Regions from separate parts of the Mus musculus genome. Here regions 1, 2, 3, 4, 6 and 7 are each linked to region 5. The links are chromatin contacts, called in public promoter capture Hi-C maps. All regions are on one chromosome and are shown on one strand. Each heading gives the region's core, a stretch centred on a gene start, on an enhancer-like site or on the middle of the called end of the contact. The rest is flanking DNA. Distances are from core to core; before and after follow the strand shown. Region 1 holds the start of Zfp383 (zinc finger protein 383). Region 2 holds the start of Gsk3a (glycogen synthase kinase 3 alpha). Region 3 holds the start of Zfp568 (zinc finger protein 568). Region 4 holds the start of Zfp790 (zinc finger protein 790). Region 5 holds the start of Map3k10 (mitogen-activated protein kinase kinase kinase 10). Region 6 holds the start of 4732471J01Rik (RIKEN cDNA 4732471J01 gene). Region 7 holds the start of Zfp74 (zinc finger protein 74).

Region 1 (4,217 bases), core at 1,289-3,788, 2.2 Mb before region 5:
TCTGAGACCAGCCTGTCTCAAAAATCAAAAGAAAGCCAACAACAACCAAACCACACAACTGCCACGCATAGTTTTTCACTCCAAATATATGAAATGGTTAATGCTGTAAGATCCCACCCTTGAAAATGTCATGAAAAGGAAATTGATCAAACAGAGGTTATCCTTGTGTAGCAAAAATTTTAATTGGCTCTGTTTTCCAAGTTCTTTGAAATAACCATGTTATAGAAAGAAACAAAAACTGTAAGTTGTCTAATTCCTAAATTAACATGTGACCATTAAACAGAAGGAAGTCAGGGAGAACACAGGCCATGTGTCTATGTTGGAGTTTTCCATCATTTCCATGAATGGACAATTGGAAGAACCGGGTCACTTGATAAGTCTGTGTTAAGACATGGAGACAGCTACATAGTTTAAAGCTGTTGTTAAGTTTTGCTGGGACAGTGTCTCAGCTACTAACTTATCCTGACCTCCGCCATTCTGTTTCTCCAAGTGGTTCTTGCTAGCTGCTTCTATCTGTCCTGGGGGCCTTCTGATTCCATCTTTGTCTGCTGGCAACATTGCCAGCCTGGAAGTCCCACCCCCTTAATTCCTGCCAACTGCTCTTTATTATGCAAAAAGTCACATTCCTTATTCTACTAGCAGGCTGGGGAAAGTCGCCTTACTTTTAAAGGGAGGCATGGAAGTGACATTTACATGTCCTACTAGCCAGTTGTCACCAGCTCCAAATAATTGAAAAACAAGAACACACTTTTTTATAGCCAGAAAATACAGTATTTGTGGGTCATCCCAACAGAAACCCCAGTGTACCTTATTTTTGGCGTGGTCCACCGCCATTCCTCTTTTCTCCACTGGGTACCTCTGGAGGAGTGGAGCTGGGGGAAAAAATGAGTCATGAAGTCCTAAGTCTTTTAATAAAAGGCCACCCTGGATCCATACCTGTCACCCAGGGAGAAGTCTAGGTTCTCATGATAATGTCTAGAGTCAGAGAAGGAATGTAGCCTATGTTGTCCAATACTGGAATCTGTTCTTATCTCACTGGGGGTCTCTTAGGACAGAAAATTGGAGTCACTTGGGCAGTCAGAGGCACACCAAATCTACAAACCCACAGCTGCTGTCAGTCACCCACCATGGAACCACATATATCCTCACAAGCACACCCTACCCAAATGACAGCACAACAATGTATGGTTGGATAGTCACAGTCACACATCCATCCTGAGGATGAAATCACAACCACATTTATAGAACCCTTAAATACAACACCACATAAAACCACAGTGCTACAAACGGGCACAACAGGAGACTCACGGCGGAGTCACACAACAGTTATAATCACTTCCAGTTGCCCTCATGAAATTTTACACAATCAATACACAATACACATTCAACAGAACATAACAGCCCCTAAGACACACATACTGTCAGCTTGACAATTACATGCCATCTTCCAATTGTAGTGAGAATTCTGGAATTTTGGTTTCATTAAAAACCACAGGAATAATAAAAAAAAATTGAAAAAAAAACCCACAGAAATATTCTGAGAGTATGTCTCTGCTTTAATTCCAGGTGCGTGTGGGGTGCGTGTGGGAATATGGGGCTACCTCAAAGCAGCTCATTTACCTGTGCTCTAGCATAGGTATGGGTTTGCCAGTGGCAGATAGTTTCTGCAACTGTGTGGCATTTGAAATTTTGAGGACTTTTCAGAGGATACATAAATGCTAGGGTCCAGACAAGCAGGATTGGATTGGTGGTTGTTCAGGGAGTATGGTAAGGTTTGTTAGCAGTCATGATCAAAGAAGAAACAAATTAGAGTCAAGGATCTCTCTCTCTTTTTCTCTCTCTCCCCCATCTATTTTTCTTTCGCTCCTATCTAGCAGGAGGGTGGTGTTGTGTGTGTGTGTGTGGGGGGGGGGGGGGGGTATAAAGGGTCGGTGAATAAAGGAACCCACAAAGTAACAAAGATCAGCTACATCCAACCATGCTCATGGTATCACATAAAGTTACATAATCACACTCAAACATCCTCACAGTCACAGGTACCCAATACACATAGTATACAAACATACAGACAGTCCCCCTCTGATTAACACTCTTGGAAGCATAATTACTGGCTATCTGATATATCCCTCATACACAGGTGCTATACCGTTACACACAATAGGTCCAAACACATTGGGACACAATCACACACACTGCCACAAAGTTATTAATCACATATAATAAAGAAAACGTGCATACGTACACACACAGCTCTGCGCATGTTCACAGGTCATTGACACACCCACCAAAGAATCCTAAAAATCACAGCCACGCACTCACTGCGTCCTAGAGTCACTTAAGGTCACACTTAAACAGAGCCAAAGCCTCACTGCTGCTCATCCTGCTAGACCAGCTCCCACTGACCTGACATCTCAGATACTGACTGGTATTTCCCTTCAGACCCCAGGGCCGCAGCTTTGGAGCCTTAACAAGGGCCTATAGGCCGCTCGCCGTACACTTTCCCGTCCCCGGACGACGAGGGTCCCGCAGGCAAAAGAAGGGGCTGCCTAGCACTCGCGAACGCTTCTGGGAAATGTAGTCCGCGATTGGAACTGGCGGGGAAGATGGCATCCATTCTCGGATTTCCCGCCAGAGCACGGCCTGAGGCAGGCCGAGGAGCTCGTTCCGCATTTTCAATTTTGTGCGTGAAATTCCTAGACAGATATACAAACTCGGACAGAAACTCTTACAATGCATTGAGCCCCTTCCATGATAGGGGGCCAATCTCAGAGAATCACTGTATGTTTTTGGAGTAGGTTTGCACCGGAAGTTGTGTAGAGTCGCGTGTATTTCTGGGAAATGTAGTCTAAAAAAGGAACTGCGTGGCACTGGTCTCCTGGAACAAAGTTGTTGAAATGATTTCTGAGATACCACACCCTGAGTCTGGACATTTCTGGGCCTTGTAACTCACTGTAGGAATTTTCAGGATGACGACAGATTCTCCGTTTTACCCTTTTCTGTTGGCGAGGCTCAGCATAGGATTTATATGATCCATTTAGGTGGCATATAAAAAAAAAGAATGAATATTAGTTATTAAAATCTATCAGATTTAGGAAGAATTGTAAACGAGTGGTTGTTCCCGAATAGGTATAGGGTTCTGTTATAACGTAGTGAAAAAAATTCTCTTCGAATTTTTATTTATTTTGAGTCTGGGTCTCACTCTAGGCGGACTTGCAAGTCACTATGCAGACTTGGTTTGCACTAAACTCACGTAGATCAGTCTGTCTCTGTCTCACAAATGCTTGGACCAAAGGCAAGCTTCATCATACACTGGGTACACCGTTTTACTTTGGTGTTTATGGGACTCATTTCTATATAAATATTTCCTTTCTTAGCTGCACAATATTCTATTTTATGAGTTATGTGTATGAGTTTGTATATCTAGTCACACGTTTGTGGTTGTTACAGTAATCTCTAAATTAGTTGATTTTAATAAAGGAAATAGAAGCGTTTGTTTACAATTCTTCTCGCTCTCTCTCTGTCTTTTGAGACAGAGTGTAGCCCTTGGCTGTCCTGGAACTCACTCTGTGGACCAGGCTGGCCTCGAACTCAGAAATCTCTGCCTGCCTCTACCTCCCTAGTGCTGGGATTAAAGGAGTGTGCCACCATCGCTGGCTTGTTTTTCCTGTATTTGCCTGTAAAGGTCAGAAAGGGATGTTACATCACCTAGGGTTACAGACAGATTTGTGAGCTGGGAACAGAACTCCGGTCCTAGGCAGAGCAGTATAAGCAAGCATTGTTTGTTTGTTTGGTTTGGTTTTTTGAGACAGGGTTTCTCTTTATAGCCCTGGGTGTCCTAGAACTCACTTTGTAGACCAGGCTGGCCTCGAACTCAGAAATCCACCTGTCTCTGCCTCCCGAGTGTTGGGATTAAAGGCGTGCACCAGCACGCCCGGCCCTATTTCAGCTTGTAATGTCAGTCTTTTGAGCTTAATTAGATATTTAGAGGGTGAGCCATGGTATTAAATTAAGGCTTCATTTACACACTAAGGAGATTGCTATCCATTAATTATATTTTAATTTTACGTGCTTTTAATCACATGTTGGTGCCATCACGCCTAGCATTAAACTATTCTTTTTCTTACAGCTGCCTACTAGTTTACTTGAGGTGGTTAGAGTGGAGAATAACGGAAACGGATGGGCTTCACCCATGCATTCTTCTCTGTCCTTCCGACACC
Region 2 (4,116 bases), core at 1,054-3,553, 2.4 Mb after region 5:
GCTTAGCACACACAATTCTCATCACCAGAAAACTGTCTTGGCAACACTAGTCTGTAACCCAAGCACAGTACAGGCAGGAAGATGTCTTCAGCTTCATAGTGAATTTGAGGGCACCCCGGGCTACATGCGACCCTGTCTCGAAAGAAACAAAAACAAGACATTTGTCCCTGAGATCTTTGCTTCCAACCAGAAAGTCCTCCATACACCTTTCACGACTTTTACAAATGAATTCATTCCAATTAAAATCCCATTTGTAATAGCCCTCCTCCAAAGTATCTCCATGGCTCTCGAGGCCAACGTCTCTTCCTTGTGTTTCTTAGCCATTCCTCATTCATGGCAGCCCAGAGGTTTTCCCTCACACCTTTCATAAGTTTCCCTTGAGAGTTCTCTATAATTCCCCAAACAATTGTTTTACATTGCTTATATCAAAGTCTTTAATCTCTTCATGGACCCCCATCAACTCCTCCAAACATCTTTAGAACCTGCTTAGACACTTGGAAACATCTTACAGATCTTTGAATTTGCTCTCCAGTGCCGCACAGATCTCAATGCCAAGAACGGTCCCCTGGGCAGGTTCCACGAGTTCTGGCGGTTAAATAATGTGTTCTATCCTGCTACATAGCCTAGTGAGATTCTTTGATCCTATACCTAGGGGCTTGACTTCACTTTTCAACTGGGAGCAGCCGTCAGAGGGCGGCAGCCACCATGCGACTGTGTTACTCCAGAAACTCCCTCTACAGTCGAGCGTGAAGCGTCTGCAGGCTTTGCGAAGAGGGCGGAAGTACCCGTGCGTTGCCTTCTGGATAACGTAGTCTTTAGAAGCGCTAGCAGTACCTTCTGTCTCCATTCCGTGTCCACTGAGAATTGCAATAGGGAAATGACTGAGCAGACAGTACTGTAGGCTTCAGAAAAGCCCCAACAATTAGGACGAACACAGGCTGCGAGTAAAGTAGAGCACAGACTCCGTTTCTGAGGCACGAGAGCTGACAGCATTTTGACCTCTGTCTCTGCGCCCCCCCCCCAGCCCCCAGTTTCCTACTTTGGTGCGACTTTTCCCGGGTATTAATTGATTAACAGGAGACTCGACATACTCAAGAAAGCTGAAACTCCTTCGTGTAGTCGGCTCCCTTCATTCAGATTATCTAGAATCCTGTAATCTAGGAAGAGGATAGACGCAAAAAATTGGGGGTTCAGGACAGAAATTCTCTCTTTTTTTAAATCCTGCAGCTCATCTTCTTGGTCCTAACCATATTGCTAGGGAAAAAGGTAGACTATCGGAAAACAAATGTTCTGAGGCATAGTCGGGACTGTTTACTGTACTAAATCCGTTGAGAATGTAAGGAGACGTTATTCTCTTCTCTATATGTGGTTGCTTGGGACTACTTTTTCTAGCACTCACTTATCGGTTTAGGTCTTAGACCTAGGGATCAGAGAAGACATTGTAACACATTATAGTCTCCCTTGGGAACAATTGTCCTTAACCTTTCACCTACACTCTCAGCCACAGTACTCCCTTTGGACTACAGCTCCCACGAAGCCCCAGAGCCTAGCTTCACGAAGAGTCAGAGTCTACTGTGGATTATTCCCAGCATGCTTCTGGTTGCTGGTAGCTCTCATCAGCCTCGTCAATGGTGAGGCAATATTGAACTTCATTTCCCAGAAGACACCAGGCTCATTGAAGCGACGCGCATAACTCTTGGTGTCGACTACATTTCCCGGAAGGAACTGCGACGCTGCTAGCTGGCCTGAGAGAGCGCGATGCCTATTCTACTTCCTATCAGTTCCTTCCAGTTACAGTATCTACTTAAGGTTTGAGGAGCATCTGAGACTTCATTTCCTATAGTGCTTTATCAACCATTCTACACCTGCAATGCGGTGAGGGCGTGGTGATGACTCCATTTCCCAGTGTGCTTCACAGCCAGAGTACTAAGTATTCACGGGTGCGGACTCGATTTCCCAGAATGCACGCGGTGCAGGAAGTCACCGATGGCCCACAGATTGGGTGGGTGGCTGGACTCCATTTCCCGGCGTGCATCATTCTTGGATGCTGCTCAGTATTGGAGTGGCTAAGATTTCGTTTCTGAGATACTCTAAGGGACTTGCTTTTTCCTCTGTGTAGTGAGTGTGTGGCTCTGACTGTGTTTTTCAAAGTGCTTCCAAGTTAGCTTTTGGCAGAGTCGGGTGACATTAGCCAGGACTCTATTTCCCGGTGTGCAGCGCGAGCCGTCACACCCCGCCCCCAGCAGTCAGCTACTCTGAGGGTTTGAGAACTCCATTTCCCAGAGTGCTGTGCGGGTCGAGGGTGGTGACAACGAAGCCGACGGCAGAGGGACTTCATCTCCCGGCGTGCCCCGCGGCGGGCGCTGGGCCGGAGCCGGAGCCCGAACGGCGCGGCCTGGAAGAGGCCGGAGCCCAGGGGAGGCGGCGGCAGAGGCAGCGGCGGGGGCAGCCCAGGCAGCCCGAGCCCCGCGGCCTGGGCCTGCGCTCGGCGCCATGAGCGGCGGCGGGCCTTCGGGAGGCGGCCCTGGGGGCTCGGGCCGGGCGCGGACCAGCTCGTTCGCGGAGCCAGGAGGCGGAGGCGGAGGTGGTGGCGGCGGCCCCGGGGGCTCGGCCTCTGGCCCAGGAGGCACTGGCGGCGGGAAAGCGTCAGTCGGGGCTATGGGTGGGGGCGTGGGAGCCTCGAGCTCCGGGGGTGGCCCCAGCGGCAGCGGCGGAGGAGGCAGCGGTGGCCCCGGCGCGGGCACTAGCTTCCCGCCGCCGGGAGTGAAGCTGGGCCGTGAGTACTTAGGGGCGCCCTGTGGGGTGGTGATCTGGGTTTCCCAAGCGCATCAAACGGCAACCAGATTCTTTCATGTACCCAGAGAGAAGCTCGAGGTCACCGTGCTGCTTTAAGCCAGGATCGGAGCTTTCTGTCTCCGAGATAAAGGAGTTTGAGGGTTTACCATCACTTGGAGTTTAGATTCAGAATTACCAACACCCAAGAAACAGAGGTCACAGGTCCTATTCTTCCAGTTATCAAGGTCTCGAGTACTTGACGACGTTGCCATCCACAGGAGACTAGGATCAGAGGTCATAGTTACTTGCCAATTTGATCTAGGATTGTTGTCCCCTAAGAGACAAGAATATGATTTCTGTCACTATCCTGTATGAAAAGGGGGCTATTCGTTTCCTTCCCATCAAAATTGGTGATTTGGATAGGATATCCTTTAGAAACACCGATTCAGAATTATTAATGTTTCCACAGAAAAGGGCCAGGTTTAAACCATACGGCCTGACATTATCACCTAACCCACTGAAAACGTTTAGACTTGTAGTCAGTCCTCGATGATGGCAGTAAATAATCACTATTGTTTATAGATAAGAATAGCTTGGGAATAAACACAGGCTTCTAAGAAAGCTCATTGTCAGTTTTCTTTTAAAACAAGGTGAGGGAGCAGGGTTCTTTAGCAAAAATGGAGTGGGGGGGCACAGGTCACACCTCTTATAAAATATGGTTTTGAAGTGGCTGGTACTGGCTCTGAAAAAATAAATAGCCATGTGGTAGTATTTTTCAAAATATCCCTCACTGTCCCCCTTGCAAATTGCCTTTGTTGGTAAGTTTCCTAAAGGGAGTGGGTCCCTAAGAGTGGCAACTAGGCTTGCTGCTACTCAGAGACAGGGAATTGGAAACCAAAGCTTTCCTTCAAAGGCATCAGGCTGGGATATGCCTTCAGCAGTTGTGGAGTTGAGCAGCTCCATTCTCAGGCTAGGTACTACTCTGGAGCACACAGAGGCCAGACCAGTGCCCATAACAATGTAGAGTAGTTGGTAAGAGTAACAGACCCCCAACCCTCCAGTCCTTATCCCCAAGTGAGGGCCAGGGCAATGGCTCTTCAGACCAGCTTGTTTCTGTTACTTAGGACCTCTGCCAGGAAGGATTTAGAAGTCAGTGCTCTGGCTGTGAGGATTGACAGTGTTTTTTTTTGAGGAAGGAACACCCCCGTAGTTTCTGCTCCTTTGTGTGGAAGGTGGTACCTTGTACCTGCCCTGCAAAAGGGAAGAAAGGCTGGGTAGCCTGGTGTGGCTGGATTCTACACCTGAGGTGTTGGTGGCCCCCACCAAGTGATTTCACTGCTA
Region 3 (4,248 bases), core at 1,685-4,184, 2.3 Mb before region 5:
TCTATGTGAATTGCCTTGGTCATTGAGGTAAAAGAGCATTGTAATTCCATGACCTTCATTTGAAATAAAAATTATGACCATACGATACTAGATATAAATAAATGAAATGGCTGTTAAAATACAGTAGTTTACCATCTATGAGACCTTATTTAGTAAAGAGAAAGAAGTTAGAAAAGGTGAATGAATCTTTTCTCTGTATGACAAAATTAATAAAGCCGAAAGGACTATTTTAATAAACCTTGGGGTTATGCTTGAGACACATTTGCATAGTTACTCCTGTCTTTAAAATCAAGCTCTCTCTAACAGGCTGGCCTTGACTTGTGCCACCTACCCACTCTACCTGTTTACTTTTTACTCCACAATTCTCAAATTCTAAGAAGCGACAGAATTTCTATTATGGCATCTACCCACCATCGTCATGAAAATAGGAATTCTAACTTTGCCAATGATAGTTAGGAGTTCAGTGAATCAGATCTGCAGCCCTTATAGGTCAGTCAAAAACCTAAAAATAGAGTAGCCAACAAAGTCACAAAGTCAGGCAGCCCCTCCTCCTGGGTATAACACGCAAACCGGCAGAAAGCAAGGACTTTGTCCTTTTGTTCAGAGCAGTGCCGTCTGCAACAGCCAAGTAGTCGTAGCTTGTGTTCACAGGTGTTCACGGACTCAAGGGGAGACTAAAAGTATTTACTCATACACAACGTATTGTTTAGGGTTTGAAGTGAATTCTGACACTACTAACCCAGGAGTTACGAAAGGACAGGACCTCTGATATTAAATACTTAGAATTCTCAAATTCCGACAGAGAGCAGACCCCTGATTGCTGGACCTGGGAGTAAGGAGGAAAGGGGATCACTGTGCTGACTGGTCCTGTGGAAACCGCACTGTGGTTGGTGACGAGAGGATGGTGTGAATGGCTGTCACTGACCATGTGACTACGATAATGAATTGTATATGGCGTATTTACCACCATTTATAAACATACATATTCACGTAGACCAGAGGAAATACATCTGCTCACCTGGGATTGCCCTCCCACCCCCACCTCCCTTTGTCTTTGTTTTTCTTTCACTGTATCTTGGATTAGCCTCAAGCGGCCTTGAATGTGAACTTCTTGAATGTCAGCCTCCTGGATGCTAAAATCACAGGTATGTGTCACCACACACAGCTTAAGAATTTCGGGCAGTGGTGGGGCACGCCTTTAATCCCAGCACACGGGAGGCAGAGGAAGGTGGATTCCTGAGTTTGAGCCCAGCCTGTTCTACAAAGTGAGTTCCAGGATAGCCAAGCCTACACAGAGAAACCCTGTCTTGAAAAAAACAAAAAAAAAATTTTTTTTAAAGTATTGCAACATAATGTAATATATTACTCAAGGATGACAGAAAGAGATGGCTAGCTAGTTTGGTGTACAAGCATGTAAATGTCTTGTTTAAGTTTGAGGTTTTGCTAAGTACACACAGACAAGAACAGAAACCAAGCCAGTGAGGGGGGTACCGAAACAAGGTAAATATAAACAATAAAAACGTGTTTTCAGTAGTATGATAATACAGCAGAATTAAACTCACCTATTAACAGTCAGGCCAGACAAATGAGTTTAAAAAACACTCAGCTGATATGTTGCTCATGAGAAACCTGAAACATAAAGACAAAGGGTTTGGAATATAAAATTTGTGACAAATGTAATTTGAGAGAGAGAGAGCTAGTGAGCAAGCTAGAGAGCAGAGCTAGAGAGTGCACACAAGAGAGTGCAAACAAGAGCACACTATCATCAAAGAGCACTTGCACTAAACGGTAACACCCAGTATAAAAGTATTTCTAGAGATTTCTTAATGTGGCAAATAGTTATTTTAATAGACTACAAGCTTACCCACACAACTTTTCTTTGGCTAAATATGGACACATTTGAAGCAGAGGTTTTTTAGAGTCTTTGCATGATCTCCCCTGTGCTCCCATAATCCACCGTGAAAAGAAAATATGTTTGGAATCAGTTCTTTTTAACTTGAGCACCAGAAAACAACAAACAGAGAGCAGATCTGAATTTCAACCAAATACAGCCTGGATCAGCTAAATGCAATGAATCTGCTAACAACGTGAACTGAAGGAATCCCAGTTGGTTTGCTATTGAGCTTAGGAATTTTTTTCAGCCATTATTAAACTAACTTCAGGGCTGGGAATGTAGCTCATTGGTACAGTTTTTGCCTGGTGTGATTGAAGCGTTAGATTTAAATTCAACACTACAAAGGTAAAAGAAAGAAAGAAGAGAAAAGAAAAGAAAAGAAAAGAAAAGAAAAGAAAAAGAAAAAAAGAAAAAGGAAAAGGAAAGGAGAGAAAAGAAAAGATTTTTTTAAAAATTAAATAAGCCAAGCAAGCCATTAGGTAATAATAGAAAGAAAAACTGAAAAAAGTTAGAGAAGAAAGTGTTGAAAGGGCGGCAATGAGGAGGGGGAAATCATTAGAAAGTACAGATTTTTTTTCCCCGTAGTTACGAGTTACGCCAAATGCTACACACCTAAGAACTCCGCGGTACAATTGCACACGCCACGCCATCCCCACACTCACCACACCCTTACTCAACCCCTTACCACCAAACATGGCCACGACAGGACACTCGCTCTCGCACAACCACACCCCCTCCAAATCTCCAGAGTAGCACAAACTCTTACCAGGTTTTTGGTTGCAGCTCCGAACAGGCTTGAGTCCCGCCTTCTGGCCCGGAGCTCTCCGCAAAGCTGTGACCCGGGATACTCCGAGCCCCCCGAGAGCCCGCGCCCAGCCCGAAGCCCACGGCCGGCGCAAACCGGACCACCCGTGCCTCTCCCGTGGAGAGGTCCCCGCAGCGCCACCAGCCAAAACCTCCCGAGACGCAACCTCAGAGACGCGGCATGCGGGCCACGCACGGCCAGCCCCTCCACTCGGGCGGCAGCGCGCGCCCGTTATGTCCCAGAGCACAGGTGCTCCCAGAAGGACCCGCGGCCCGACCCAACTTCCGGTCAGAGCTCGGCTGGCGTTTCCTGTGCTAGGGACAGGAGTCATGGCCGAAGGCGCCGAGGTGGCTGAGCCCATTAGCGCGGCGAGACGGTGACGCCGCCGGCGAAGCAGCGCTGGACGTGAGCAGCTGCGGGGACGGTCTTTTCCGGAACAACCAGAGGAGGCGCTGGGGGCGCTAGGTGGCTGTCCCTTTGTGGACTACATTTCCCAGAAAGGCTAGTGGCCTGTCCAGCCTCTCGGCAGGAGCCTTGCGACTGGGCGGACGCAGTGCCCTGGAATAGTTTTTGTGGTTGTTTGTAATACATTCTGATAGCTTTTCTATGAGGACATGAAATGTCTGGTCGTTGTGGAGTTGTGGCTTAAGTGTAAGACTGTGCCTACCTCTATGTGGCATCTTGCATGTAACCATGGGGCTCCTGTCACCCGAGTGGTTGTGACTTCAGAACTCTGCTCCTGGGAACAATCTCTGAGGTGAGGTTTAGATTCGCAAATTGGTCAGGGTGCCAGTTCTCTCCTAATCTCCATTCTCTACGCAGGATGGATAATGGGGACAAGGCTGGTAATGATCTCTGGCCTGGCCAAGAAAGACCTGGAGGGTCACAATTTTTTTATGTCTACTCCCAGTTTTACCCATTGCCAGGTCAGTTACCCAAAAGAGGCAAAGAATGCACTACAAACCACAAAGAGCCGGGCTTTCCTTTGTGCCGAGCCCAGAGTGATCCCAGGTATTGGACGGCCGCCCCCATCTTACTGCATGCCCGCAAGCCTTACTTTCTTTCAAGCTGCAGTAAAACCACCAGGCCTGGGCGAGCTCCCTAAAGGCTGAGATAAGACCTCTGTCTTAGAATAGCCTTGAGCCTGAATGAACATCCTCCTACCTGCCACACCCTGGGCTCCAGAACTAACCCTCAATTTACAAATTCCTTCTTTATTGTTCCCTGAACCTCTGCTCCTGCCTTTATGCTTCAAAAGGAGAAAGGAGACTGCTCTCTCCCTTTGTCAAAGGTCGAAGCTGACTTGTGACCCTAACCAGTTAGAAGTGTTTTCCCGGGGGGGGGGGGGGGGGGGAGGGAACGGGACGGGGGGAGGGTATAAAGTTTACTTGTGGTTTATTTCCGACTTTCTTGGTCCTTTCCTCATTATTTGCACACCCCATGACCCCAACATCTGAATGCCTCTGGAAGTACTTGCTTAATGACGACTTGTCATTTGAAAATAGATCCCTATATTGTCTCCATTGGAGAAAAGAATAGCTATACCTAT
Region 4 (3,837 bases), core at 455-2,954, 2.1 Mb before region 5:
CTGAACTGACATGTATCCTGTTTGAGACCAGCGTAAGCTACAGCCTATCTCAAAAACAAAAACTACCACTTGACAACTGTGCTTGGTCTTTAATGATGCTACCATATGTGTGTGTGTGTGTGTGTGTATATACACACATATAGATACATATATATGTATACATATATGTGTACATATATACATGCATGCCAGGCATGGTGGCCCACAACTGAAATATCAGCATTGGCAGATGAATCTTTGAGTTCACTATGAGTATGTATTTAAATAGTAAGTCCTAGGCTAGTCAGGGCTACATAGAGAGGCCCTGTCTCAAAAACAGAAAGGGAATGGGGCAGGCTTATGGTACTGAGGTTTCTATTTAATTCAGATAAAGAAATGAGATGACATTTACCTTCTAAATCTGGCTGATCTGGACACACACCGTTGCGGCTGTGTCCACTGACTCTGGATGCTATGGACACACACCGCTGTGGCCGTGTCCACTGACTCTGGCTGATATAGACACACACCGCTGCGGCTGTGTCCACTGACTCTGGCTGATCTGGACACAAACCGCTGTGGCTGTGTCCACTGACTCTGGCTGATATGGACACACACCGCTGCGGCTGTGTCCACTGACTCTGGCTGATATGGACACACACCGCTGCGGCTGTGTCCACTGACTCTGGCTGATATGAACACACACCGCTGTGGCTGTGTCCACTGACTCTGGCTGATATGGACACACACCTCTATGGCTGTGTCCCACTGGCTCTTAAGTACTGTGTGCAGCTTGTTTTAATCATGGTGATGCTGCTCTCTGTAATAAACTTCCGTTTATCACCTTCTGGAGCAGGGCATGGTAGTTCACACCTGTTATCCCAGACCTTGAAAGTCAGGAGGACGGCCTCTGAAGGGTGACCAGGGCTAAACAGCAAGATCCTGTCTAAACAACAAACCAACAGAAACCACTTGACAAGAGGATCTGGAGTTCAGGTCAACCTTGGTTATAAAGAGAATTGCAAGCCAGCCTCAAAATCAAACCTTACCTGTGTCTCCTCAGGAACTCTCTAGAGAAGGGACGATGTCTGCTTGGGGTACCCTGAGCGTTAATAACGCCCCCCCCCAAAAAAAAACCACCCCGACTGACAAAACACTGTGTTAAAAATAAAAAGTCGGCTATATTGCCTGTAGATTGCCTACGCCGCACAATTAACTTACAGAAAAATAACAATGCTAATTAGTTATTATCAGCTATACATTTTCCCTCCCACAGACACTCCAGAAGACCGCACTTACTAATCGTAATTTGAAAAGAAAATGAGATTTAGGAAGCTTCCGCTATCTCTATAATCTCAGCCACTCCTGTACAGGGATCCATCCAGTCGAGACCCAATCCCCAAGAACCATTCGATCCGCATACAATGTCTCCTCCCCACAACAGCTCGCTCCACTCACAAAGCGCCACAGCTCGAGCCCAACTCTTGCTCACGCTCATTTTCCTTACCTCGCAGTTTCTCTGCCGTCCAACTCCTCCCAGATCCAGCCGCGCATGCAATCTAACCTCCCTATGCTTTCTCTCACACACGCTCAGGGCTGTCATTGCGTACTCTTGCACCTACAGGACGAGGCTTCCTCTTGGTCAGACTGCCAATGCTGGGTTGGTCTTAGCGCTGGGGTCCTACATTCCGGTCTGTGGCCCCAACTTCCAGCAGGAAGTCGAATTCGGAACAGCCTCCTTAGACAGATTTCCGCCTGGGGATTGGATGACTCAGCCTACTCGAGCCATGCGCCTCCGGTCACCAGCACGGCCTTGAACTACATTTCCCAGAATACCTCGGTTCCCTGGAAACTCGCAGTGCTGAGATAGTGCTGGGTCGAGGAGCCTGATCTAGGTCTATGAAGTCTTTCACCGCTGGGATTTCCTCACGATTCCGACGAATAGCCGAACACTTTGTATCTGTTGTTCAGGCCACAGCTTTCAGCCCCTGACATTTCCAGGCGTTGTATTTCCCTCTCCTGGGAGCCTTTTTTAAGGAGTGGGCAGGGTACTCCTGACAGGTTTGGGGAGAACTTTAGGGATAATGAGACGCCTTTGGTGCCAAGGGTTTGGATGCACCATCCTGTGCAGTGCAATGAAGCTGACTCCGGGAGATCCGGAGCTGTGTAGAATTGTTATCATGTGTCTGGGTGGTAGTCTAGGGGATATGGAGGCAGAGAGGATTCCTTGATTGGTGAGTATGATCGCATCCATTGTGTGTGTGGCTGGAGTCTGTGTGACCGTTTTGTGCCATGCTTTTTTTTTTTTTTTACCAGTGTGAGGTCCCTCGAGTGTGAGGTCCCTGGGCTTTTGTGTTTGTGAGCATTTGCCTAACTTTGGGAGCGTGTGAGGTGACCGACTGAGGTGTGACTGCTTCCCAGTGGACCTTTTCTAATTTCGGTAGAGGTAAGGTGAGGGTGGGGGCAACAGTGACTGTGATTGGCTCTCCCTGTTAAGGCTTCCGTGTGGGGTGGATTGTATTTTCGTTTGAGGCACCCATAGCTTTTGTGTCCCCGTGGTGTGGGATTAATTGGAGAGTCACTATAGGTGAGGCAACTTTGTACCTTTGTGACTCCAGCCAAGGGGACTTGTGTCACATCCTGGGGGTAGACTCTGTCCTTATCTACAGTCACCCTACTTTTGTCTGGTGTTTCCATTGCATAGGAAGCCCCTAGGCTTCTCTGATTTCTTGATAGGTGCTATGGCTGTTGGGCCAAAATGATCTCTGAAATGGTTGAATATGCATCTACAAGAGCCTAGTGTGTGTCACACTTTTTTTTTTTTTTAATTCCCGAGTTCTGTCCTGTAGCTTATGATTTCCTGACATCCCTTTACTTTTGTCAAGATGTGGCTTGTTTTCCTCCTGTTGAAAATTCTGGCCCATCCTGTGACTGCATTCCTGTAGTGTACCCTGAAGTGGAAGTTTAAGGAAATGTCAGGTGATGCAGACCCATGTGATATTTGGAGAGAGTATAAATAGGAGTCAACCCACAGTGACTAGTGTATAGCTAGCTTTGCATTGCTTTGCTGGTTTCAAGTCTTTGCTGATCTTTGCTTCATTGTACCGTATTAACTGCTCTTAAGTCCTTTATCATCCTCCATTTACCTGATTTCTTTTCTTTCACAACACAAAGGACAATTCCATGGGCTGGTAGACTCTTCTACATGTTGAGCCTCCAGCTGCTCTTATACCAGTTGTCCAAGCGCCTGCAATTTGTTGTTGTTGTTGTTATTGTTGTGGGCCATCTGCCATACTAGTCTGTTTAATAACCATTTTAGAGGCAAGGTTGTTGGTGCATCAGCAGTGTCCACTTTTATAAGTTTGGAAATTCAGTTGCTATGATGTCCTGTTTTGGATCATGGGCACAGCTTTTGACTTTTTTGATCACCTGTATTAATACCTTCCCCAGGAACATCTCCCATATCACACCTGGCTTCCTCATATGCTGTCCCTAGAACTGCAGAAATATTTATTTTAGTACCCCACTGTTGTAAAAGATCCCTTCCCCATAAGTTTATGAGTAGATCAGCCACATAAGGTCTCAACTTACCTGTTTGCCCTTCTGGTCTCACACAGGTAATCCATTGGACACTTTGTCTTATTCGTGATAACTTACCGATTCCTATAAATTGTGTGTAAACCTTCTGAAGTGGCCAATCTGGATTCCAAAACTTTTGGGAAAGTATATGTCTTAGTTAACATTTTATTGCTATGAACAAACCCTATGACCAAGGCAACTCTTATAAGGACAACTTTTAATTGAGGCTGGCTTACAGGTTCAGAGGTTCAGTCCATTATGATCAAGGTGGGAACATGG
Region 5 (4,110 bases), core at 863-3,362:
AGGCTGGCCTCAGTCTCAGAAATCCGCCTGCCTCTGCCTCCCAAGTGCTGGGATTAAAGGCATACGTCACCACTTCCCAGCATCAGTAAGAAGCTAATATCTTAAAGCATCATGGACTAGCACCTCACAGTTAAGAGGGAAAGTCTTAGTAATAAAAGATTTGTAGCCGACCATGGTATCTGAACCTTTAATCTCAGCAGAAGGCAGAAATAGGCAGGTCTCTTGAGTTTGAGGTCAGCCTGGTCTACATAGCAATTTCCAGGATAGCTAGGGCTCACCTCTGGCCTCTCTCTCTCTCCCTCTCACCCCCCTCTTACCCTCTCCTCCCCCTGCCCACCTCTGTGAGTGTGTGCGAGTGCACACGCGCACACACGCGCGCGCGCGCACACACACACACACACACACACACAGGCATTCAATGCCAACCAAGCTGCACATGGAGAAGCTAAGAAGACAAGTTGCAGGGGTCAGTTCTCTCTTTCCACAACGTGGGTTCTGGGCTCAAACTCCAGCTTGGCCATCTCACCAGCCAACAAGCATTCTCGATAGACCCCTAGTTTCCCTAAGCAGACAACAGGAGACTTGTTAGTCAGCTACAGGAGTAGTATCACTTCCTGTGATCTTTTAGCATCAGTGTCTCAGAATCTGGCTATGAGAGTTCTTAAAATTCTTCTCTTCCTTCCTCTATCCAGAGTCTCAAGCCATTTAGGATCACCAAACTGGAAAGACCCAGGATTCTACCCCCTGACGTTTATAGTTCTTGGACAAGCCACTGACGTTATACAGGACTCACCTTCTGCATTCTATACATAGAAAGGCAGCATTCTAAAAACATGGTGCTGAGGATAAGTTAGAAAAATATATAGGCAGGTAGAGAAACGGCCTTCCTGCCAGGGTTGTTTCCTTCCTTAGAGAAAGGTTAGAAGGACAAATGCCTAGGCAAAATGTTAAGATGAGAGGACCCATAAGTCTTATAAAATGCTAAACACAGAGCCCTTGTAACGACTCCCAACTCAGCGATTGTCAGCTTGCCTCAATAAAGCTCCACACACGCACACCTTTGTCCCTCTCAGTCAGTTCTTTGCCTGTCCCACAAATAAACTCAACCAGAATCTTAGTTACCGTAGGGGGCAAAGATGGGTCAGCTCTAAAGGGCATATGCTGCTTTTGCGGAGAACCTGAATTTGGGTCCCCAGCACCCACATGGGGTGGCTCACAACCGCCTGTGACTGAAGTTTCCAGGAGATCCAACGCCCTCTTTGGGTGCGTGCACGCACGCACGCGCGCGCGCACACACACACACACACAATTTAAAAATACGATCACTGACAGTGTTTGTTTTTCAATTTTTCAATTTCTTTTAAACTGCCCTTGACTCTTGCTTTGCCATTTATAATTTAGCAATCTTGAACAAAGTGAGTTTGTTTCTCTGAGTCACCTGTAAATGAGGCTCTTCGTGAAGATTTAATGACATCATCTGAGCAAAGCCCCCACCCCCGGAAACCCCTCCTTTCAGCCCCCTCTCTCCAAACTGAAGCTCATTATAGGAGGCAGAAGAGTATAGACAAGTTCTTACTGCAGATGCCAGTGATCCCATAGCTGGTGAGGCAAGCAAATCTGGCTATGAAATCTTCGAGACAGTACACTTCGCCCTCCAGCCTGCTCCTGCCCAAAGAGGCAGCACAAGTCTGTGCGTTAACTTGCTCCAGTCACCCATTGCTCTCTGAAGCAGGTGGTTCAAGGAGCGCAATGGTCCACGAACGAACTACATTTCCCAGCATGCACTTCCAGCCAGGGACCCTAGAGACTATCCTGCGAACCTTGTCCGAACCGCTTTAGGAGTATCGGTCCGTAATCTCCATTCATTCAGCTCCTATGTTTCCCTTGGCTAAATGAGTCAGTTACCGTGAACTCCAACATGAACGGGTCTCCTGCAGGGCTTGTAGAAAGCGTTGGTTCATTCGCCCTGATAGGAGATAGGGCCTAAGGACCAGGGCTCATGTAGCCTGGGACGAACCCAAGGCCTCGCAGCTTGGGACTACAACTCCCAGGCGGCATCGCGGCGGCAGCATAAACACGTCACTGGACACCGCCAAGAGCCCCGGCGGGGAGAGGGACTTAGGGGGCCGACCAGGAGCCGGCTGAGGAGGATGGGGGCCGCCCACGCGTTCCTCGCGTGAGGAGGCCGAGGGGCGCGCCACCCCATCCCGGGGCGGCCGCCCCCGGGGCGCCGCCATCCCTGCCCGGCCCTGCGGTCGTGGCTGAGGATGCGGAGCCGGGGGCCGCCGGTGGAGCTGCGCGGGGTGAGAGGCGCGGGGAGGGGCGGCCGCTTGCTGCCCTCGGCCTCGGCCTCCGCCGGCGGGCCCCGCTCGACCCGGCCCTCCCTGCGCCCTGACATCGTTGGGGACAGGTGAACCTAACGCCTCTCCTGCACAGCCAAATCCGAGGGATCGGTCCTATCGTTTGAAAAAGGTGTTTTTTAGGTTTTTGGGGTTTTTTTTCTTTTTAATTCCTTCGCTCCAGCGGAGGCCCCTCCCCCAGCTATGGTCCCCAGGAGCCCCCCGGGGTCCGCAGGGACTGTCTCCCATCCCGGCCTCCCGGCCCCGCGCTCAGCATTCCGCGGGCAGCCTGCGTGAAGCGGCCTCCCGCAGCCCCCGGCCCCTCCCCCATGGAGGAGGAGGAGGGGGCGGCGGCCAGAGAGTGGGGCGCGACCCCCGCGGGGCCAGTGTGGACCGCCGTGTTCGACTACGAGGCGGTGGGCGACGAGGAGCTGACCCTGCGGAGAGGCGACCGCGTCCAGGTGCTTTCCCAGGACTGTGCGGTGTCTGGAGATGAGGGCTGGTGGACAGGGCAGCTGCCCAGCGGCCGTGTGGGCGTCTTCCCCAGCAACTACGTGGCCCCCGCTGCACCCGCCGCACCCTCAGACCTCCAGCTGCCACAGGAGATCCCCTTCCACGAGCTGCAGCTGGAGGAGATCATCGGTGTCGGGGGCTTTGGCAAAGTCTATCGCGCCGTATGGCGTGGAGAGGAAGTAGCGGTCAAGGCCGCTCGGCTGGACCCTGAACGGGACCCGGCAGTGACAGCGGAGCAGGTCCGCCAGGAGGCCCGGCTCTTTGGAGCCCTGCAGCACCCCAACATCATTGCCCTGAGGGGCGCCTGCCTCAGCCCCCCAAACCTCTGCCTGGTGATGGAATATGCTCGGGGAGGTGCATTGAGCAGGGTACTGGCAGGTCGCCGGGTCCCCCCTCATGTGCTGGTCAACTGGGCTGTGCAGGTGGCTCGGGGCATGAACTATCTACACAATGATGCCCCTGTGCCCATCATTCACCGGGACCTCAAGTCCATCAACAGTAAGTGGTATCCTCTCTCCCAAAACTCTTCCGCTGAATCTTATGAGGCCAAGCCCAGATCGTTGGAAAGGGCAATGGACAGCAGATGGCACTGCATGGGGCAAGCAGGGCCAGGTGAAGGGGGACTTTGGTTGTATTAATAAGAAAAGGGAAGCTCAGAAAGGTCTCTTTCATTCAGTAGGTCAATGATGGTGTATCCATGGCACTATGACAGTCCCTGTGTTCATTGCCACTTGCAGAGTCTGTCCTCATGATGCCCACAACCTGATCGTGGCATTGGAGTCTACCAGGCAGAGATGGACAGAGCTGGCTTAGTTGAAGCCAGGGCTTCCCAAGCCTGTCACAAAGGTTAACCTTTGTGGTCTTGTCATTGGCAGAGCGATTGTTCTGTGCACTTTATGTTGTTTGGTGGCCTTAGGGCTCTATGCACAAGAGGTCATTAGTACTCTGCAACCCTGCTCCCAACTATCAAAACCAGAAATGTCTCCAAACACTTCCTTGTGTGCCTTGGGATAGGGGTGGGATGGGGCAAATCAAAACTGTTCTCTAGATGCTGCTGGCTCTCCAGCAGAGTGGAGCAGATGAAGGCGTTGGGAAGAGAGTGGCTGATAGAAAACACTTCCAGGCTGCTTTGCCCGGCACAGGTTCTACAAAGCTGGCTGACTGGTTGGTTGAGTCAGCAATGGGCCAAGCAGATGGGAAGGGTCCCTAGAAATCGATCATATCTAGACCAAAAGTATCTCAGGGCATCAACAAATAT
Region 6 (4,217 bases), core at 1,497-3,996, 2.3 Mb after region 5:
AGCCCAGTCTGTCGAGAAGGAATGAACGCTGAGGTATATAAACAATGAGGGTCTTACAAACGGCCCTACAGTTTGGGAACAGCAAACACGGGAGTAAAAACAGGGTTTGTCTCCCTTTACACCGGGCTGCCCCCTACAAAAGAGTTGAAGGAAATCAAAGTGAAGTGGGAAAGAGCTCTAACTCAGGAATCAGGTCAAAGAAACCACCCTCTTCCCTGCATTCATTTGGGAAGGAAAGGGAAGGAAAAGGAAAGGGGAAAGGAAAAGGAAACGGAAAAGGAAAAGGAAAGGAAAAGGAAAAGGAAAGGGGAAAGGAAAAGGAAAGGGGAAAGGAAAAGGAAAGGGGAAAGGAAAAGGAAAGGGGAAAGGAAAAGGAAAAGGAAAAGGAAAGGGGAAAGGAAGAAAGAGAAATGGCTGAGCGGTACTTGTGAGGCAAACATCACACTAAACAATAGCAGCACAATGCCCAATGTGGGCCTTACACTTGGCAAGTGTGTGTAGACTAGCCGAACATCCAGGCCATTCACAGCCTCTGCTTCGAGACGGTCTCACCTCTGCCGCCCGGTGCCTCTACAGGGCCTCAGCGCCGTGGAATGACTAGATTTCATGGGGTAGAGAAGCTTGGGAGCAGGGCCTGGATAGGGCTGCAGAGGTCTGTGGCAAGATCCAGGCGGAATGGAAACAGCGTAGTGAAGTGCTGGTGAGCTGTGGCGCTTCTTCCTTGCCGCCTCTCCGAAGCAATGGCAGGTAACAGCCATAGGACCCAGTCCTGACAGGAGCAGAGGGAAGGTCAGAGTCCTGAGGGCCGCTAGTGATGGTCTTTCACCTCAGAGGGCCGTCCCTCCTCCCCAAAAGCCTGAGAGGTTTCTCCGAGGACAGAGTAATTAATGCTCACTCTGTCAAGAAGAAAATCGAGGCTTAATCCTCCCAGGGCAGCCGGGTTCCAGAAGCTTCTGGCATGGGCAACCCAGAAGCAACTGGGAGCACAGTGAGCCATGTGCGCATGTGCGAGTCTCGGGCCTCCTCTGTTTCCCGCCTTTTCCGGGGCACGTGGGCTCCCTCGACTTACGCTCCTTTCTGTAGATCAACCCTGAGGCCGGCGGTGTTGCTGTCTTCCCCTTTCCTTTGATTCTGGGGAATAAGGCAGGGCAGAGGGAGAGACACCTCATGAAGCAGAGCAGTAAGAACTAGGAGGGAGCGCGGATGTGAGACTGGAAGGTAGTTTGCTGAGAGGCCAAGGCCACCCTCAACTACAGCCTAGGACCCTGTCTGGGGGGGAAAAAAAAAAAAAAAAAAAAAAAAAAAACAGGGACGACCACGTGAGGGGGCGGAGGAAAAGGCGGGGCTTCTCCAAACGGCTACCAAGCGCGGCTACGCCCCCAAGTCGGTCCCCGCCCACGCCTTGGGTTGCCCGCCCCCTGCCCGCCCGCCCGTTCTTCCGGCTCCCGGGGCAAGTGGGCGGGCCAGGTTCAAGGAAAGGTGAATGAGATGGCGAGGGTCAGCACCTGCACAAGATGACTGAGAATTCTTTGTTGGGGTGACTCTAACGCGACTCCTCACTATTCCTGCTGTGAGGGCACTTCTCGCTGCTTCCAGGACTGCGGGTTTTTTTTTGGTTTTTGGTTTTTGGTTTTTTGTTTGTCGTTACGGTGCACTGCGCGGTTCCTTTAATCTGAGCAGATGGGCGGGCCAAGACCTTCAGCCCCACCCATTAAAGGCGGAGCTCCGCGAGGAGCCTGCCCAGGATTGGATGGTTTGGGGGCCTGGCAGTGGTGTGTAACTAGGATTGACTCTAAGAGAGGAACTTGATCGCTGGAATTGGGCCCCGCGCCAGGACTGGAAAGAATTGATGGAGCCGGCCGTGGAATCGGCGCCCGTGGGGGCCCAGGCCTCCAAGCAGGGCAAAGAAGGATCGAAGAACCGCAGTCGCAGGCGGTGGCGAAAAGGCAAGATCAAAGGTGAGTCGGTAACAGCTTAAAAGAAATCCCGCACATCCTGCGGGGGACTGGGGACTGGGGGAACTGACCCACTTCCACGAGGGGGAAGAGACCCGTGGACTGATCCACTGCCGTCCTGCGCGTGGGGGGGGGGGTGATGTGAGAGTAGAATGCCCCACCGAGACGTAAGGACTACGTCTGTCCCAGTGCGGTCTTTGGGGAAGTGTCCGAAATGCTCGTCTGTCGGAATAAGGTTCTCTCTCAGGTTCCTTTTTCTGTGTGGCCAAGAGCTGTGCCTTTAGTGTTTTCTGTTTCGGTTCAAGCGGTTTTCATGTCTTCTGCCCTCTTAAAAGAATAACGTAGAAGGGTTTTTAACCGCTTTTTCTAAATAAATAGAATGCAAAAGGTAGGCAGAAGGGGCATCCGGTAATTGGAAGAGCTCCTTGCAGCCCCTTCTTACTCTCTCAGTGAATCCATCCATCTGCTCTTTGACAATCGACCTTCATCAACCCAGCAACCCTGGGGCGACTTGCAAAACATGAGAACTTTTACGTTGTCCTTAGAGAAAGGAGGGAGTTACCATTTAGCTTCCCTGGATCCAAAAGGCTGGAGAAACAGTGGCAGAACAACCAAAGATTTTGCATGGCTCAATCAGAGCAGGCATTAAGTCCTGGTTTGGTTATGAGTTTTGTCTGTCTTGTGGCGCTGCTTACAGCCAAACCTAGGGCCTGGTGAACACTAAGCAAGCCCTCCGCTATGCAGCTCCACCGGCAGTCCATGGATCTTTATCAGACTCCAGGGACAGGTTCCTGTGCAGGCAAAACCAGAAAAAACCTGGCATGGCTTACCAGACCCAAAACCCCCAAATTCATCATTCCTCATCCTCCTTTGGTAGACAAGTGTTGGAGCTCAAGCAGGACCCTGAAGCCTCCTATCCCCCAACAAAGACACATAGCAGAACACTATGCTTTGAAGCGATATGGAACCTCAATCGCAAAGACCCATTGTACCAAATTGCTATGAATGTGAAGTAATGAACAGGGACCTTTTCTCAATTTTTTTTCTGAGCTCCCAACAGGCATCTGTAGGGCTGTTGTCAGATTCAAATGTGTGTGTTTTGGAGAGGTGTATGTAAGTCTACTGTCTGGCTGAGTGTGCTGAGTAGAGTGTCTGACTCTACTAGACACTGGTCTCCCTAAGAGTAGGGTTGTGTCTGCCTTGTTTACAGGGAATGCCAGACACATGGACATTCAAGTATTTATTAGATTGATAAGCAAAGGAATGTGTGAAGTGTGACGTGGAGCTGTTAATAGCCAAGCTGCCCTTAGTGTCATGAGGAGTCAGAAAGAATCTGCTTGAGTAAGGCTCCTCCCTTGCACGGGGTTCAGGTAAGCACACTCACAAAGGCTCGCAGCTCTGAGAAGTGACTGTCATTTCCTGAGGCCCTTCCTAGTGCCAGGCCTCAGACCTGTGAATCAGATCCCACCTCTGCCCCAAGGGTATCCTGACTGGCTGGAGCCGTCATTTATCCTTGTGATCTTGCCACAAGTAACTGGATGAGACAGCTGTCATTATGATCAGCCCATTTCCCAAATGACGACAGAGACACAGAGGCACTGAGCTGGTTGGGTTTCCTGTACCTGTCCAGTGAGGGCAGGGAGATGGATACCTTCAGCCTTCTCAGAGCAGGGAGTGTGGAGCTGACAGCTGTTGTATGCCTCAACCTTAATTCTGAATCTAAAAGGCTCTAGTCACAAAGATTTCATCCCGAGACAGACATTCAATACCTAGAGGTGCCAGGCTTCGGCTTTCTGTAACTAGCAGGGCAGTCTCAGTAGAGCTGAGGACACAGATGGTAATAAGACTGTTGTTGCCAGGCATGTGCCGCACACCTCTGATCCCAGTCCTTGGGAAGCTGAGTCAGTTCAAGGCAAGCCCGGGCTACATAGTGAGTTGCAGGTCAGTCAGGGCTACAGAGTGGAACTCTGTCTCAACCTCTCTCATTCACCCATTTACAAAACATTGTAAACAAGCCAGTATGATAAAAGGAAAAATCCTGGAGCTGGGGATGTAGCTTATTACTGGAGTACCTGACTAGCATGGACAAAGCCCAAGGGTCTGTCTCCAGGACCACACACAGTAGGCATCATAGCACTTGCTTATAATTCAGAAGTAGGGAGGCCGAGGCAAGAGGATCAGAAAGAAGCTTAAAGTCTTGTAGTCTCTGACTATATAGTCAGTCTGAAGCCAGCTTGGGCTACATGAGAAAATGTGTCCTGC
Region 7 (3,775 bases), core at 334-2,833, 2.3 Mb before region 5:
TTCTTCAGGAAAAATTTCAAGATTTTGAGAATAATACCTAACTCTCTGAGTGTGTATGTATGTACACAATTCTTGGAGTGTAACAGTGGAAAACATGATTTGCTGGGTTAGGCAAACATTTCTGGAGTCATGTGTGCTTGATTGTGTTCACAGTATATATGATATTTGTGATGTTTAAATGTGCTGTGGTAGATTTGTGGAGAGTGTCAGATTGAGTCGGACAAACGTTGAAGGGTTAGAATCATGGATATGTGTTTGTGTATGGAATTCTCTGTGGTGTCTGATTAGGAACCAACACTGTATGGGAGAAGCTATCTGTGGTGCTGGGATAGACAGAAAATAAAAGTTAGGATGGGGGTGGGCCTGTCAAACAGAAGCTGGGCGATTTATCTGAGCTTGAGGCCAGTTTGGGCTACATGTCAAGCGATGGCAAATTCAAGAAGTTTATTTGACAGCAACAATATTATGAAAGGAAAAGAGAAACAAACTATTGCTTAGAGTTCTATATTCTGTGTGAAATAAAATAATGTTGCTTAAATACTATGATAAAGGAACTATGTACACTATACTATCTATCTAAAGCAGGGGCTGAGAGACAGATTAGGCATCAAGAGTACTTGTTGCTCTTGAAGAGGACCCATGTTTCATTCCCAGAACTCTCAGGGAGTGGTTCACAAGCACAGGCCACTCCAGTTTCGGGGAATCGGATGCCCCCTTCTGGTCTCTCTGTGTATTGCATGCATGAACTGCAGACAAAATACTCAAAACACGTCAAGTAGAAATAAATAAACCTTTAAAACAAACAAACAAACAACAACAACAACAAAAAACCCTTGTTCACTAAAGAGTATTATCAGGACAATAAAAGGACAAATTACTCCTACAGCAAGGGTGGAAAGTATTTGTAAAAACGTATATCTAATAACGTCCCCCTCCCCAGTGGTGATTGTTTTGTTTTGATGGAGAGAGAACGGCTAACTGGTACAAGGGTCTAGTTGACTAGTAAATGGCTCCGTTTCCTTAGGATCTAGTTAGTATGTAGACATTGCTCAGCAATGGTGTTTACAATCCTACGTTAACAGTCCAGTAACACTGTCGGTCAGAACAAGGAGTCTACGAAGTATAGACAAAAGCATGTTTCTGACAAAATTGGAAGATAGCAATGAAACGCTGCAAGAGAACACCCAGCCATGATTACAAAAGTGGTTGCAAATTCACACAGTTTTAAATGTCACTGAACTTCAAGGTCTCTTAACTCTATAAACTCCACACCCTGACCCCATAGTCTAGTTCTCACACACACGTATTCACGTAACTCCTCCTTCTGCCTGCTACCAAGAGTTTGTGACTCCGGAGGACCATCCCCATCATAAAGAGGTAGACAATCTCGGGAGAGAGCCCTGATCCAAGGGAACTAAACAAACTCAGCCGTGCTCTCTTCCTGGCTCAGACTCCCTAACCCTGAAAGTCTCATAGCCGAGGGCCAGTTTTTCATTTGGGTGAGCACAGGTCTCGGGCCGCGAAGGGCTCTGGGAAATGTAGTTCAAAGCAAGAACGCAAGGGATCCTTTCGGATTCTTCTCAGTTGCAAGTTGCACCCCCAGGCTGTGAATGCCAGGCCGCGGGGTAGCCGCTGCTACAAAACCCGCCCAGGCTCAAGCCGGTCCCCCTGCCGCAGCGCCGCGCCCTTACCCGAGCCTTGGCCACTCTCCTGACTCGCACGCCGAAGGCCAGACCCGCCCGGCGAGCCGCGCGGCCCTCTGGGAAGTGCTACCCTGCGCCTAGCGGACCCAGGTTTGTGGGTCTTCTTTCCCAGCCTAGCAGCACCAGGCCGTAGCCCGGAGGCTGTGAGCCTTGGGCGGCGTCGGGTTGGGGGATCGAGACCCGTGGCCCGGCTCAGCGTTGAGTCCCGGAAGCCGTGAGCTGGAGGCCAGGACTCTTTGTGCTGGGTGGAAGCCAGGGCCCTGTAGAGCGGTCGCGGGTGTGGGTAGAGGACGGGATGCCTGCGGTTTGCAGCAGCCGTGATGTGACTATAATTTGCTCGTTATCCTTTATGTGCCTTTACGAACGTGGGTGCACATGTGATGGCTGAGATAATGAATGAATGCATTAATGAAAAACTCTGTGGGTGGAAGTTAGGCGGGTAGGATTGTGTGGAGATGTGTGAAGACCGCGTTTGAACGAGTGCTACCTTTAGCCGTTTATAATAATTGAAAATATTTTTATATGAAGCATCAGTATCTCCAGGACTTGACTATTTTCCTGTATTGACAAACTGTCTTGTGTACATGACAGGCGAAATTCATTTGCCTTGCAGCCCAACTCCATTTCCCAAATAGCAAGATACAGAAAAGCCCAAAGACTAAAAATTATTTATTTCTCCTAGTCAGTCATGCAGCTCCTGACAAATTGACTTCTTTACACTCGTGAGCATGAACGCGTACATTTATGTGCTCATATAAAGAGCATGGCCTCTTAAAAGAGCAGTAACGGGCTGGAGAAATGGCTCAGTGGTTAAGAGCACCGGCTGCTCTTCCAGAGGTCCTGAGTTCAATTCCCAGCAACCACATGGTGGCTCATAACCATCTCTAATAGGATCTGATGCCCTCTTCTGGTGTGTCTGAAGATGGCTACAGTGTACTCACATAAAATAAACAAATCTAAAAAAAAGAAAAAAAAAGAGCAGTAACATCATATATACAGTTCTGTAACTTACGGCTCTTATTTAACCATTGATGTTGTTAACATATTGACATCAACAATTACACATTTCAAGTGTATACCATTTAAACACACACACACAACACACACACACACATATATATATCCTGATTAATTTCTGTTTTCAACCTCTTGAAGTTATAAACCAAGTTCATGCAGAACTGTTTGGCAATGCTGTAATGTACCCCATTTCCTCCCTCATACCTCCTCTTGTTTCCTCCCTCTCTTCGGGTGGCTTTTAGAAGTGGAGTTGATATGTTAACAAGCATATCCTTATTAAAATCTTCCAAAATCTAAATAATTATACCCAATGTAAAGTTCTAACATCCTACAATATTACTGAAATAATCAATGCATCAGTATTTCAGTAATATTGGAATAGAGATATACCCTGGATAGCAATGAATACTGTAAGTAACAGAATCTTTACCTTCATAGTTATAAAATAAAATTTAGGTTGCAATGAGAGACCAAACCTTTTGGGTTCAGACTCCGTCTCCTCTTAGAGAACCTGACCTAAGGTGGAACTTAAAGTTAGCTAACAGGCCAATAGCTAGCATCAGTTTCCAGGCTACACCCCAACAAGACCTGTGCCTACCAGTTTCCAGGTTACCCCCCAACAAAACCTGCTTCTGGCACCAGATCTGCACCTCCAGGTTACAAGCCTGACCCTGACACTTCCCTTCCTAACAACCAACATAAGGAGGAAAGCAGGAGTTAAGTTTATGGTTTGGCTTAAATTTATATTAAAGGCCATAATGAATCCCCAATCAGGTGTGCACCAGGCTAGATACCTTCTTCTTGCCTCTATAAATGCTTGCCTGAAACTGAACTCAGGGCACCGTGTTTCTGCTGTGTCAGGGTTGGCAGGGAGCCCATGAGACCCTAATGTGACTGCATTGGATGGGGCTCCTTGGTGGTCTTTTTGGGGTTCATGAAGGTTTCATGGCACAACAGCAGTACTCGTTAGCAAGATCAATCATTTAAGTAAAGATCTCTTTTGTGATTTGTTTCCTAAGGTGGTGCTCTGTTTTCAGCTCTCATTTTCAGAGTTC

What was found. Promoter capture Hi-C pulls out the DNA fragments that hold promoters and counts their contacts. Capture Hi-C pulls out chosen DNA fragments and counts their contacts.
Region 1: a promoter capture Hi-C map of liver shows a contact between it and region 5, with 7 times the contacts expected there. The contact joins the promoter of Zfp383 here to the promoter of Map3k10 in region 5. A contact is called at or near these places in 3 of 39 promoter capture datasets (hippocampal neurons and liver), 1 of 115 datasets of contacts at active chromatin or transcription factors (astrocytes) and 2 of 9 other capture datasets (adipose tissue and liver).
Region 2: a promoter capture Hi-C map of pre-B cells shows a contact between it and region 5, with 4 times the contacts expected there. The contact joins the promoter of Gsk3a here to the promoter of Map3k10 in region 5. A contact is called at or near these places in 4 of 39 promoter capture datasets (hippocampal neurons, liver, maxillary cranial neural crest and 1 more).
Region 3: a promoter capture Hi-C map of liver shows a contact between it and region 5, with 5 times the contacts expected there. The contact joins the promoter of Zfp568 here to the promoter of Map3k10 in region 5. A contact is called at or near these places in 2 of 39 promoter capture datasets (both in liver) and 1 of 115 datasets of contacts at active chromatin or transcription factors (astrocytes).
Region 4: a promoter capture Hi-C map of liver shows a contact between it and region 5, with 6 times the contacts expected there. The contact joins the promoter of Zfp790 here to the promoter of Map3k10 in region 5. A contact is called at or near these places in 5 of 39 promoter capture datasets (the C10 cell line, hippocampal neurons, liver and 1 more), 1 of 115 datasets of contacts at active chromatin or transcription factors (astrocytes) and 1 of 9 other capture datasets (liver).
Region 6: a promoter capture Hi-C map of liver shows a contact between it and region 5, with 3 times the contacts expected there. The contact joins the promoter of 4732471J01Rik here to the promoter of Map3k10 in region 5. A contact is called at or near these places in 4 of 39 promoter capture datasets (cranial neural crest, hippocampal neurons and liver) and 1 of 115 datasets of contacts at active chromatin or transcription factors (embryonic forebrain).
Region 7: a contact with region 5 is called in a promoter capture Hi-C map of adipose tissue, with 3 times the contacts expected there. The contact joins the promoter of Zfp74 here to the promoter of Map3k10 in region 5. A contact is called at or near these places in 1 of 39 promoter capture datasets (liver) and 2 of 9 other capture datasets (adipose tissue and liver).

Annotation. Positions count from the first base shown.
Region 1 is chr7:29,906,838-29,911,054 of GRCm38.p6, reverse strand. It overlaps Zfp383 (zinc finger protein 383), which reads right to left and starts at 2,538. Exons shown (of 5, transcript NM_001243908.1): 1 at 2,404-2,538; 2 at 808-872. The coding sequence starts at 2,410.
Region 2 is chr7:25,236,038-25,240,153 of GRCm38.p6, reverse strand. It overlaps Gsk3a (glycogen synthase kinase 3 alpha), which reads left to right and starts at 2,303. Exons shown (of 11, transcript NM_001031667.1): 1 at 2,303-2,776. The coding sequence starts at 2,494.
Region 3 is chr7:29,982,641-29,986,888 of GRCm38.p6, reverse strand. Zfp568 (zinc finger protein 568) reads right to left here and starts at 2,934. Exons shown (of 10, transcript NM_001167872.1): 1 at 2,661-2,934; 2 at 1,563-1,629. Gm31735 (a long non-coding RNA gene) reads left to right here and starts at 3,368. Exons shown (of 2, transcript XR_001778074.2): 1 at 3,368-3,456.
Region 4 is chr7:29,813,939-29,817,775 of GRCm38.p6, reverse strand. Zfp790 (zinc finger protein 790) reads right to left here and starts at 1,704. Exons shown (of 5, transcript NM_146185.2): 1 at 1,487-1,704.
Region 5 is chr7:27,672,583-27,676,692 of GRCm38.p6, reverse strand. Map3k10 (mitogen-activated protein kinase kinase kinase 10) reads left to right here and starts at 2,112. Exons shown (of 10, transcript NM_001290528.1): 1 at 2,112-3,350. The coding sequence starts at 2,669. It also overlaps a transcript of Zfp607b not described here.
Region 6 is chr7:25,393,242-25,397,458 of GRCm38.p6, reverse strand. 4732471J01Rik (RIKEN cDNA 4732471J01 gene) reads right to left here and starts at 2,746. Exons shown (of 7, transcript NR_015569.3): 1 at 1,506-2,746; 2 at 1,070-1,131; 3 at 483-769. It also overlaps a transcript of Lipe not described here.
Region 7 is chr7:29,951,873-29,955,647 of GRCm38.p6, reverse strand. It overlaps Zfp74 (zinc finger protein 74), which reads left to right and starts at 1,583. Exons shown (of 6, transcript NM_178384.4): 1 at 1,583-1,793; 2 at 3,758-3,775. It overlaps C230062I16Rik (a long non-coding RNA gene), which reads right to left and starts at 3,595. Exons shown (of 4, transcript XR_003946630.1): 1 at 1,692-3,595.